2 separate regions of the Zea mays genome follow, and region 2 is linked to region 1. The links are chromatin contacts, called in public Hi-C maps. All regions are on one chromosome and are shown on one strand. The core of a region is the stretch at or near the end of the contact, and the rest is flanking DNA. Distances in the headings are between cores, read along the strand shown. Region 1 holds the start of LOC100501905 (Alpha-xylosidase 1). Region 2 holds the start of LOC100274910.

Region 1 (5,457 bases), core at 1,903-4,402:
GGGAGGCTGCATTTTGGGAAGCTATATGTTTGAATGTAGATATGGAGATAATTTACAAATTCCTAAAGAATGATCATACAAGTAAATTCCAGTTCCCAAGGCTTCCAGCAAGGCACATCAAGATGCCAGATTTTGTTATTATCATGATATGCAAGGCTACAAACACTAGTGAACAAAAGTTTTCAGTATTTTATTTGACAGGACGAACAAGGAAACTGAATTTTTTTTCTGATGAAAGGAATTTCACACATCAGTGGAATACTAATCTACTGGGAATAAGACACATGGTACGCTTATCACTGTCTCCCCCTAAGTTAAATCAGTGTGTGTGTGCCAGGGTGACGATGTTTCATCCAATGCATTAGTTACTCTGGAAGCAATGAATGTTCGTAGCAAAATACTCCCTCTGTTCTTTTTTATTTGACGCGTTTTAGTTCAAAAATGAACTACCGGGCGATAAATATTTGAGAACGGAGGTAGTATAGTTCATAATTTGATGACTATGTTATTCAGAACAAAGAACATGCACCTTTGATGTAGATTCATGTACTGAACAAGTAATCGGCAAAAGCAACAGCACTGAACATACTATATGAGAGAGAGAAACAATCGATGCATTGCATTTTTCTTAGATTTCCGAACTTCTTCAGCACAAGCTTCTCCATCTGCTAGCAGTCTGCGCAGTGCATGCGTTGATGCATATCCGCAGTATTTTGCACATAAATCAGTCACACTTATGGCTAGTTTGGGAACCCCAATTTTCCAAGGGTTTTTCATTTTCCAAAGGAAAATTAGTTCATTTTCCCTTTAAATATTGAAAATCCCATGAAAAAATAGGATTGCCAAACTAGGCCTTAGTTGTCTAATTTGCATGGTTAGCGGAAGTGCTTCAAGGGGATACATTTGCACTACTGGCAATCTGAAAGGTAGTATACTGGATTATGCCATGATTTCCATGACGTGGGAGGAGTATTCTGCTTTATAACAGAGTCTCTACATGACTTTATTTATCTTTTGACCAAAGAGTTCACATGATGCGAATGGTAACAGTAAACAGTACCAGCATGCTTATCACTGTCTAGTGACGCCTGATACAGCAAATAAACTGCCTATGTCACCTAAGATCTACATTAGTGTGTGTCAGACTGCCAGAGAACGTTACATGTCATTAGTCAACCTGAAAGTTAGCTTGTCATAATATATATGACCAAATGGATCAAACTAATCTGGCAACAATTAAGTATCCATCCATGGGCCCATAGCATCAGATAAAAAACCAAATCTCAATCTGGCAGTTAGCTAATCATAACTTAACCAATTGATTGTGCCAATCAGGAATTTAGCAAGCCATAACTTAAGCATTTGATGTATATCCTTCTAATCTGACAATGAGTAAAGGACAGCACAAAAGGCTGAAATCGACTCTGAGTCTGAGCAAGGCAGTCCTTACCGAATGCCCAGTAAGGCATGGGCGCGGGACGGCCGATCATCGACGTGTACTGATCCACTATGGCCAACGGCGTCGGGCCCGAGAAGAAGTAGAAGTCGAGAAGACCTCCGATGACCTTGTAGGTCAGCGACGTGCCCCTGTAGAACACATCCATGCCATTGCTGTTGAGCAGCAGCACGGCGTGCGCGACGCCGCGGCCGCCCAGGCTGCGGAGGTCCATGTACACCGGGTGCGAGCCGTAGAGGTCGGTGTTGAGGTTGATGGCGGAAATGTCCGTGGTGTAGATGGTGTAGGGGTCGTTGGGCCGCAGCCGGATGCCCCCCGGCTGCGTGTTCTCGCCGAGCCCGTACAGGGCGGCGTTCTTGGGCAGCGCCGTGGACACCTCCAGGTACTGGTCCTTGAACACCAGCGCGCCGGCGCTGGTGTTGAACAGCGGCTGCCGAGTGGACCGGCGGTGCACCGCGAACCAGAACGGGTCGCGCCCATAGGTGAACACCAGCTCCTCGCCGGGGTACTCGGCGCCCGTGAAGGGGGCGCCCGTGACCTTGCCGCCGGTCACGGGTGGGGCTGGCTCCCTTGGGAGCAGGTTGTAGGGGACCTCCCACCTCTGCTTATCTGCATCTGTAATCTGCACGCGCACCCTCTCCCTGGTCTCGTGCCTGCATAGCGTCTCACCATTAGAAGATGACCTCGGATAATTTTTTTTAAGCCATCGCAAAGTTCAGGCATACTCTGAGCTCGTGATTGGAAGTCTTTAGAATACTTGAGAAATCATGGTTTGGGCCTTTGGGGTCTATGCAGGTGAACATTCAGTGTAGAAGCAGTAAAATATCGAGGTCATGGTCATGCTCTCATGCCTGGGACCGCATGCAGATGAACTAATTGTCAACCATTAAAACATGACCTTAGGGGGAAGAATAGAACACTATTGGTTGCAGTCCAATCCCAAAATGTTCTGAATAATTCCTTTTGCTCTACATCTACTAGCCGTAAATCTAGATTTGTTTGTCATGAAGAATTTAAACAATCGATTCTTGCAGCAACCAACATTCTCCTCGAAAGTACTACAGGGATGCGTTCAAGTTCAACACTTCAGACGACATCAATGAATATAGAACAACCGCGGGAAAAAAAACGAAGAACAGGAGCGCTACTGATTTGCTGATTGGCGAGGAGAAGCGAGTTCTTACTTGACAAAGAGCCTGAGGCGAGGGATGTCAGGACCATAAGTGGAGGTGCGCTGCTTCACCTGCAGGTAACCCACAAGGCCTCCCCCGTTGGGCAGCTGAACAAGGGAGACCAGCTTGTACCCGCACCCAGCCTTCGGCTTTGCTGTGGCGACCGCGCCATTGCTGCTTGCCAATGTGAGAAATAGAAGACACCACAGTAGGTAGGAGAGGATGGCCGAACGAGAAAAAGACAGCATTTCGTTTTGCCCCGTTGTTTTTTTTTTCTTTTTCTTCACTGGTTTTTGCTCCCTCGCTCACGAGCTACTCTATGGCCACTGCCCTGCAGCGTGAACTGTGAACTGTATATGAAATGCAAGACAGTGACGAGGTCACGAGGAGATGCCTAGATAGAAGGTGAGAGAGAGAGAGAGAGAGGTACTGCTGTGGTATTGAATACTACGAATTAATGGCGGGGAGTGAGCAGTGGCAGCTGAGCAGCTACGCCCTCTGAATGCATTGAGTGGCATGTCCAGGGGATACCGATGAGGCGATGATCTCCGAACCTTTTCCTCCTTTATAGGCTCCCTGCCCACTCCTTACATCAATCACTGATAAGTGGACCCAGCTGGTTTGCAGAGCATGGAATGTCAGCTTTTCTTTTGCTCAAGCCAGTCTCCAACGACCAACAAGGTCCATTAAAAGGCCAAACCCTGAAATTTAAGGACGAAGTCATGCCCAACATCAATATTTAAAGGTACTCTAAATATAAATAACGCTACTGGATATATTATGGAGTGTTTGAATACACTAAACTAATAGTTAGTTGACTAAAAATTGGTTGTGAAATTAAGTAGCTAACAAATAGTTATCTAACTATTAACTAATTAAAAAAATAGATAATAGCTAAACTATTAGCTAGAGTATTTAGATGTACCAACTAATTTTAGCCACTAATTATTAGTTCTAGTGCATTCAAACACCCTATATATAGAGTTTCTCTTTTCTCTCAAGGATCCATTATAATAATTTAAACAACGGATTTAACAAAACTAAAATTGTACAATATATTTTAGAGTATGACAATACGTAGGTGCAAAAATTAAAAGTGAAATATGTCTCTAATATATTTATGTACAGAGGAGGATATAAGACCTTGCTATAGATAAAGGAGGTATAGAGAATAAAATATTTTAGAGGACACTACAAAAAGATGGATATATATGATGAATATAGAGTACGTTGCTAGAAACAACATTAGGGGTAGCGATGAAAACGGATGGGAAAATTCCGTTTCATTCGACATTCTATTCCGTTTTGAAATGGATTGTTATGTATTAGGGGGGACAGGATGGTATAATGCGGGAACGAGAACAAAAACGGTTCAATAGTTTTCTATCTATATTTTCTGAAATCCCAATTTTACCGGGATGTTCCCGCATTTAGTGTTTTACGTGGGTTGGCTATATGGTAGGCTAGCTTGATCGGTTGTTTTTAGTTGATCAAATTTTACTTGTACTTGGCGCGCCAACTGTCATGGTTTCAGAAATTGGGGACACAGTAGAATTTGTGTTTGGTGGGGCAGGCTAGCGTCGACTCACTCCGAATGGTGAATCAAGTGACTCGAGAGGGCTTATACTGGTTCAGGCTCGCGCCCTACGTCCAGTGTACTGTTGATCATTGTATTGCTCTGGAAAACTTGTTACAAAGAGTGCAAGTGTCAGAATGAGAGTGGAGAACTCTGGCGGAATGCTTTTAGCTCTCCTCTACATGCTTGTTCGGGCGTCCCTCTTTTATAGTTCGAGAGGGAGATCTTGAAAGTCGCCTAGAGGGGGGTGGATAGGCGGAAACTGAAATTTACAAACTTAAAGCACAACTGCAAGCCGGGGTTAGCGTTAGAAATAATTCCGAGTCCGAAAGAGAGGGGAAAAATAAATCAAGAGAAAATGAAGTGGATGACACAGTGATTTGTTTTACCGAGGTTCGGTTCTTGAGAACCTAGTCCCCGTTGAGGTGGTCACAAAGACCGGGTCTCTTTCAACCCTTTCCCTCTCTCAAACGGTCACCTAGACCGAGTGAGCTTTCTCCTTAATCAAACGGGTCACTTAGACCCTACAAGGACCACCACACAATTGGTGTCTCTTGCTTTGATTACAAGTGCTTGAAGAACAAGAATGAGGAAGAAGAAAGCGATCCAAGAATGTCACACCCGGGTTTTAGGGATCCAAAGCCCGGGCGCGAACATAACACCATGTGTACTGGGACCAAGTCTCACACATATGATGCATAGTGGCACAGGATCGAATGTCACATCTTTACTATATAACAGGAGTTCTATACAGAATAATTAAATAATTACATCATATGAGGAAAACGATCCAGCAACCCAAAGTTGACTGGGAGACGACGGCCTAGATCTCTCTCACGAACTCATCGCAGCATCCTCCACGCGCCTCATCCTGTGGTACCTGTTCTTGACCTGTGGGGGGGTGTGAGACAGCAAGAGTGAGCTCACATACGTTCATCGCTCAACAAGTTGTGGGGAATAATGTGCATGAACTCGCCAAAGGTGGGAGCTCACGTGAAGTGTAAGGCTTACCAAAGAGAATGGTTAGAGCTGAGCATTGCTTTTAAAGTTTGTCAAAATTTTATTAGCAATTACTAAGTATAAGTAAATACCAACCCAATTAAGTAGTAGAACAAAAGTAACAACCTCACCTGCGATGCAATGCATATGACAAATTGAGTTTAAGTTCCATAATTTAATCATGTGAGTGTCCGAGCCGCTCATGACCGTGAGCACGGCTAGTATACCAGTTTTACACTCTGCAGAGGTTGCGC
Region 2 (4,849 bases), core at 168-2,667, 140 kb after region 1:
GTATCCACCTCTCTCAACTGACCAACGACCCCAACGATCAAGGGCTCTTTCCTCATTGCACTATCTAACTGGCAGGTCCTAGAGACCAGGGATCATTTCCTCGATAAGTGTAATCCCCGAGTCAATTACCAATGGAAGTCCTTTATCTTAGCTACGTTCCGTTTTAGCACTTTGATAATTGTGAAGTCAATGAATATGTTGGTGTCTTCGACATCTGTTTCTTGTAAGTCTAATACCCTTTATGTTATTATTAGAGCATTGTGCAATGGTATTTTATCTATGTAATCGTTGTGTATGTGAGTTCTTATCCTTCCACGTACATAGTTCACATTCGGTTTGACTTCTGAAACCGGGTGTGACACACAAGCTATATGCTAGTGAGGGCAAGGGGGAGGGAAGGGTTGAAAGATAAGGGATAATGCAAATAATATTGTCCATTGGATTTATGTGAGTAAGGGAGAGTGAGTTATCCAACGATCTGAACCATTGGTTTTGATGGTCTGTTAAGCCTAAGTGCAATTTATTTGGTGGATTTAACCATGCACGAGTATAGGGACGTGCTCACGCACATAGCCATGGTGTTGACCATGGAGGCGGAGCGACTAGACGTGCCCTTCTAGTTTAACCTAGTCGTATCCCGGTTGGAGGCGCTGGACATGGAGTAGCTCCAAGTGAAGACATGTGAGGTGCGGGCCATGAGCTTATGACCTCCAGTCTATAGCTGCACTACCTCCTAGCCTCCCCTGACGACTCTGGCAAGGATGGCTGCCACCAACAGAGCAACGACATCGACAGTTATCAACGACACCTGAGCCTAGAGACCAGTGTGTCCCGTCGATGTCGTGCGCGGACACGTTCCTATGTGCGATGTGGGGCCTATCACCCAAAGTGGTGGTGGTGGTTACAAAATAGAGTCGTGGCACAACGTCGCGACGATGATGAAGCGGTTCGTGGAGGCGCTAAACTACTACGTGCATCGTCTGGTGGTGCAAACCTTTAGGGCTTGTTTGGGACAAAGGGTAATGGAGGGAATTGAGGGGGCTATAATCCCTCACTATTCAAAATTAAGTAGTGAGGGATTTTAGCCCCCTCAATCCACTCCATTACCTTTGATCCCAAACAAACCCTTAATGGACTAATAGATACTCCCTCCGTTTCTTTTTATTTGTCGCTGGATAGTGCAAAATTGCACTATGCAGCGACAAATAAAAAGAAACGGAGGGAGTATCTTTAATGGGGTAATTTCTTCATGCTACCCATCTCCAATTCTCACTTATGCTACCTCTGTCGACAACTATTCTTTTTTAGACCGTAGTGTTAGCTAGAACTATATAACAGTGTGCATAAACAATTGGCCCATCGTATAAAAAGAAGACCACTCCATCGCCCGGAGAAGTTTCAAAGAAAAAGAACATATTTCCGCATAATTGCTCTTTCCGCCTTATAAACCAGCGGTCCTTTTTCTTTTCTTCGAAAACACTCCTCTAAGCCACCAAACACTTGCTATGCCCGCTCCTCCCCGCGCACTGCTCAGCACGCCGTGCCCGTGAGACCATGGACGCGAGCGCGGCCACCGCCAGGCGCAAGCGCAAGCGCCCCGACGCCGACATCACCGGCGACGCCGACGCCGCCGCCGCCGCTGCCGCTGCCGCCGCCCCGGTCGCCGTCGACGAGGCCTCGGACGCCGAGGTCGAGGAGTTCTACGCCATCCTGCGGCGCATCCGCGACGCCTCCCGCCGGCTGTGCGGCGCCGGCGCCCGGCCCGCCCCGCGCGCGCCGGCGTGGCGGCCCAGCTTCTCCTGGGAGGACTTCGCGACCCCGGCCCCTGGCGCGCCGGCGCCTGAGACCCCGACCCCCACGCAGCAGGAGCCGGCGCAGCCGCGGCCCGACGAGCCTGTAGCCGTCGTCCGCGCTACCGCCCCGTCGCCGCGTGCCGGGCTGGACCTGAACGCGGAGCCGGAGCCGGAGGCGCCGGCCACCCCTCGCTCGGCGCGCGTCCAGGCGTAGCGTAGCGTAGCGCGCGGCGCATCGTCACCTGCCTCCTGCACCGCGCCAGCCAAGGAGAGCCGTAGCGTGGGGCCGTTGGGCGTGCGCGTCAGCTCGGCTGCTGCTGGGAGGTGGCTGGCCCGGTGAGTCGGTGATGTCATGTCAGCCGAGAGCCGACGGTGGTCGCAATCGTCCGCGGGCGGCACAGCACAGCACACACAGTGCGTACCTTCCCCTCGGTGAATTACTGATCCGAATCCCCATCATGTAATCGTAATTTTTTTAGTGGCTCTCTTTGGTGCGCTGCTCCGTGTGGACAGGTGAGACTGGTTCGTTGCTTTGGTTGCAGGAAAATACCTTTTAATCGGAGCAGTTGATGTACCGTCCGAAAAAATGACGTGTTTAACTATTCGTTGCGTTTTATGTATTATTTTTAACCTATGACTGCTAACGATGGCATGTTTATTAGTTTTATGTATACAGTATTATATTAATGATATATACTATTAATATAGCATAGCTTTTGGACTTGAATGGATCTGTCCGTTCGCACACATATTATTGTAGCACATTTCTTCTGTGATGAACAAACTGTAATTCTTTTTCTTACCGATTTGGAAGGTTAATTAATTAGGATAGTGTTTCGTAAAAAAGAAGAGTACCTCTGTTGTCATAGCATCTTCATGAGTACCCAATAAAAATTTGCAGCATATATATTTTTGGACTAAAAAGCATCGTCAACAATTACCAATCCCACCTGCTACTATCTTGTAGCGCTGGAAAAACTCCCCCCCCCCTCCCCCCCCTGATCCGCGGATAATTTTGTGGACTTTTTATTTTGTCGCGCTCGCGCATGCAGTATTTCATTTATTTTTTACTTGGTGAATCGTAACCCGTCGGCCGTCCATGTGTACAAGGCTTACTGTACGAGCTGTTGACTTTGTAGGCACACGTTTTGAGTGCGCCGCTGCCGCCGTTCCATTTCCCTTCACAAAAAAGCAAGTTGATATTGCTACTGATAGGCGAGCCAACTTTGATTGCTAACCATCGGACAGCACCAGGGAAGGACAAATGTATTCCGACGCTGTACGTAAATAATTGAGAAAGAACCATTCATTACCTTGGTTGTATGGTCAAGTCAAAGCAAGTATATGATGACACATTGTCATCGTGGCCCCGAATACAGTATATAGTAGCTCTTGACCAGACATGGAGCCTAAAGCACGCAATCAGTTGCTTGTTGGAGCGATCGATCTACGTCAAGATTATTGGCAAATCAAGTCTAGAGCCCGACCATCTCGATCTGTGTACGAAGCATCACAGATTCACGACTTCCGTTTCGGTACTACGCGGGTACGTACGCTCTAGGCGTGTGAACCCAGGAGACCGGCCGGGGACCTAGCGCGAGTGGGGGCAGGGCTAGGTTTGAACGCACATGGCGTAGCGTTTAATTAGACGCGCAGTAGAGCAACGGGGAACGGAAGCTCAGTGTGGTCGTGTTCGTGTGGACGGACCGGACCGCGCATGCCATGCACTGCACTGCACAGCGCCAGCTGCGTCGTCTGTGCGCTGTGCTGTGCCTGCGTGCACGCGTCGCACGGTTCGCCCCCGCACGGCACCACCGCACCATGTGCTACCTACTGGTAGCAGAGCAGAAGGCACTAGGCAGATATTGTAGACTTGGATAGCAGTAGACGCAGCAAAAAGGTCGTCGGGCACGCACATGGTGGCCCGGCGCCGGTACCTGTCTGTCTGCTCTAGTGCTTGCTAGTACGTACTGTATGTGGACAGCTGCCATGGCCGACGCCAGCAGGCACACGTCGCCGCGTGACGCCAGGTGCGTGCGTGCGTGCGTGCGCGATGGACATATGTGGTGGACTGGTGGTGGTGGACACACTTGGTTTGGTGCCAAGCGGGGCCGAGACCGTGATGCATGCCTGAGGTGACTCTCAGGTGAGGTGTACGTGTGGGGTGCGGGCCGTGCTCTGCGCCCCGCCCCGTGTCCCGTCTGCTGGGTCGGGTGGCTGTTGGGTCGCCGGCCGCCGGATATTTTAATGCGACCGAGTGGACCGCGTCGCCGACTCGCCGTAGCCGCCTAGAGGACAGCAGACAGATACTCGTCGAGTTCTCGAATCGTTTTCTGTGACTTGGACGCAGGAAACACGAGGGAGAGCGGTCTCGCTAGACAGACACCATGGGGATCGCACACGTGACACGACACGGTACGGTACGGTGGATAATAATAAAATAAAATGCGCTTCGGACCCATCGCGTCACAGTCCGGTGACCGGGTCGTTGCTAATCTCTTTCGCTGTCATGTCCCCCCTCCCGACTCCTCCAATTCGGCCATTCCCGGCCGGCCTGCCTGTCAGCAGTAGTATAATGGAGGAGCGTGAGAACGAAGACCATGCACAGCAAGTAACTGAGGTTCATGAAGCAATGCCACAGAAATAGGAGCGCACCAAGAGAAGTCGCCATCCTATATATGTCCGTATAAGTGGGCTAGAGTGACCCATGTAAACAATAGGCCGTAGTGGGCCGCGCGACGTCATGTGTTGCAGTATAAAAAGAGACATAGGCTTTATCAAAAGTATACCGAAAATCAGAACAAAAGAATACAAAGGCTGAGACAACGTCTCGCGGCCAAAACATTATGAAATACAGTTTCATATAATTACAGTTTCATCAATCAGGTCCTATATCATGTTATTCTGAAATACATCATATTGTTTAGGAAATAAAATGTTAGAAATAGTATACAAAATGAGGATATGGCTCCATCGTATGGGGGCCTAGATGGTGTTTGTGACTGCTCCAGAACATTTGGTGGAGCTGGTACAGTCATTAGGTCTTCCACAAAATC

The links. Hi-C and Micro-C count contacts between places; a contact is called where the count stands out from the background.
Region 2: a Hi-C map of ear shows a contact between it and region 1, with 3 times the contacts expected there. The contact joins the promoter of LOC100274910 here to the promoter of LOC100501905 in region 1. A contact is called at or near these places in 2 of 25 Hi-C or Micro-C datasets (ear and leaf).

Annotation. Positions count from the first base shown.
Region 1 is chr3:22,856,563-22,862,019 of Zm-B73-REFERENCE-NAM-5.0, forward strand. It overlaps LOC100501905 (Alpha-xylosidase 1), which reads right to left and starts at 3,153. Exons shown (of 3, transcript NM_001323546.1): 1 at 2,641-3,153; 2 at 1,451-2,109. The coding sequence starts at 2,876.
Region 2 is chr3:22,999,208-23,004,056 of Zm-B73-REFERENCE-NAM-5.0, forward strand. LOC100274910 reads left to right here and starts at 1,418. Exons shown (of 1, transcript NM_001149162.2): 1 at 1,418-2,414. The coding sequence starts at 1,555. The coding sequence ends at 2,007.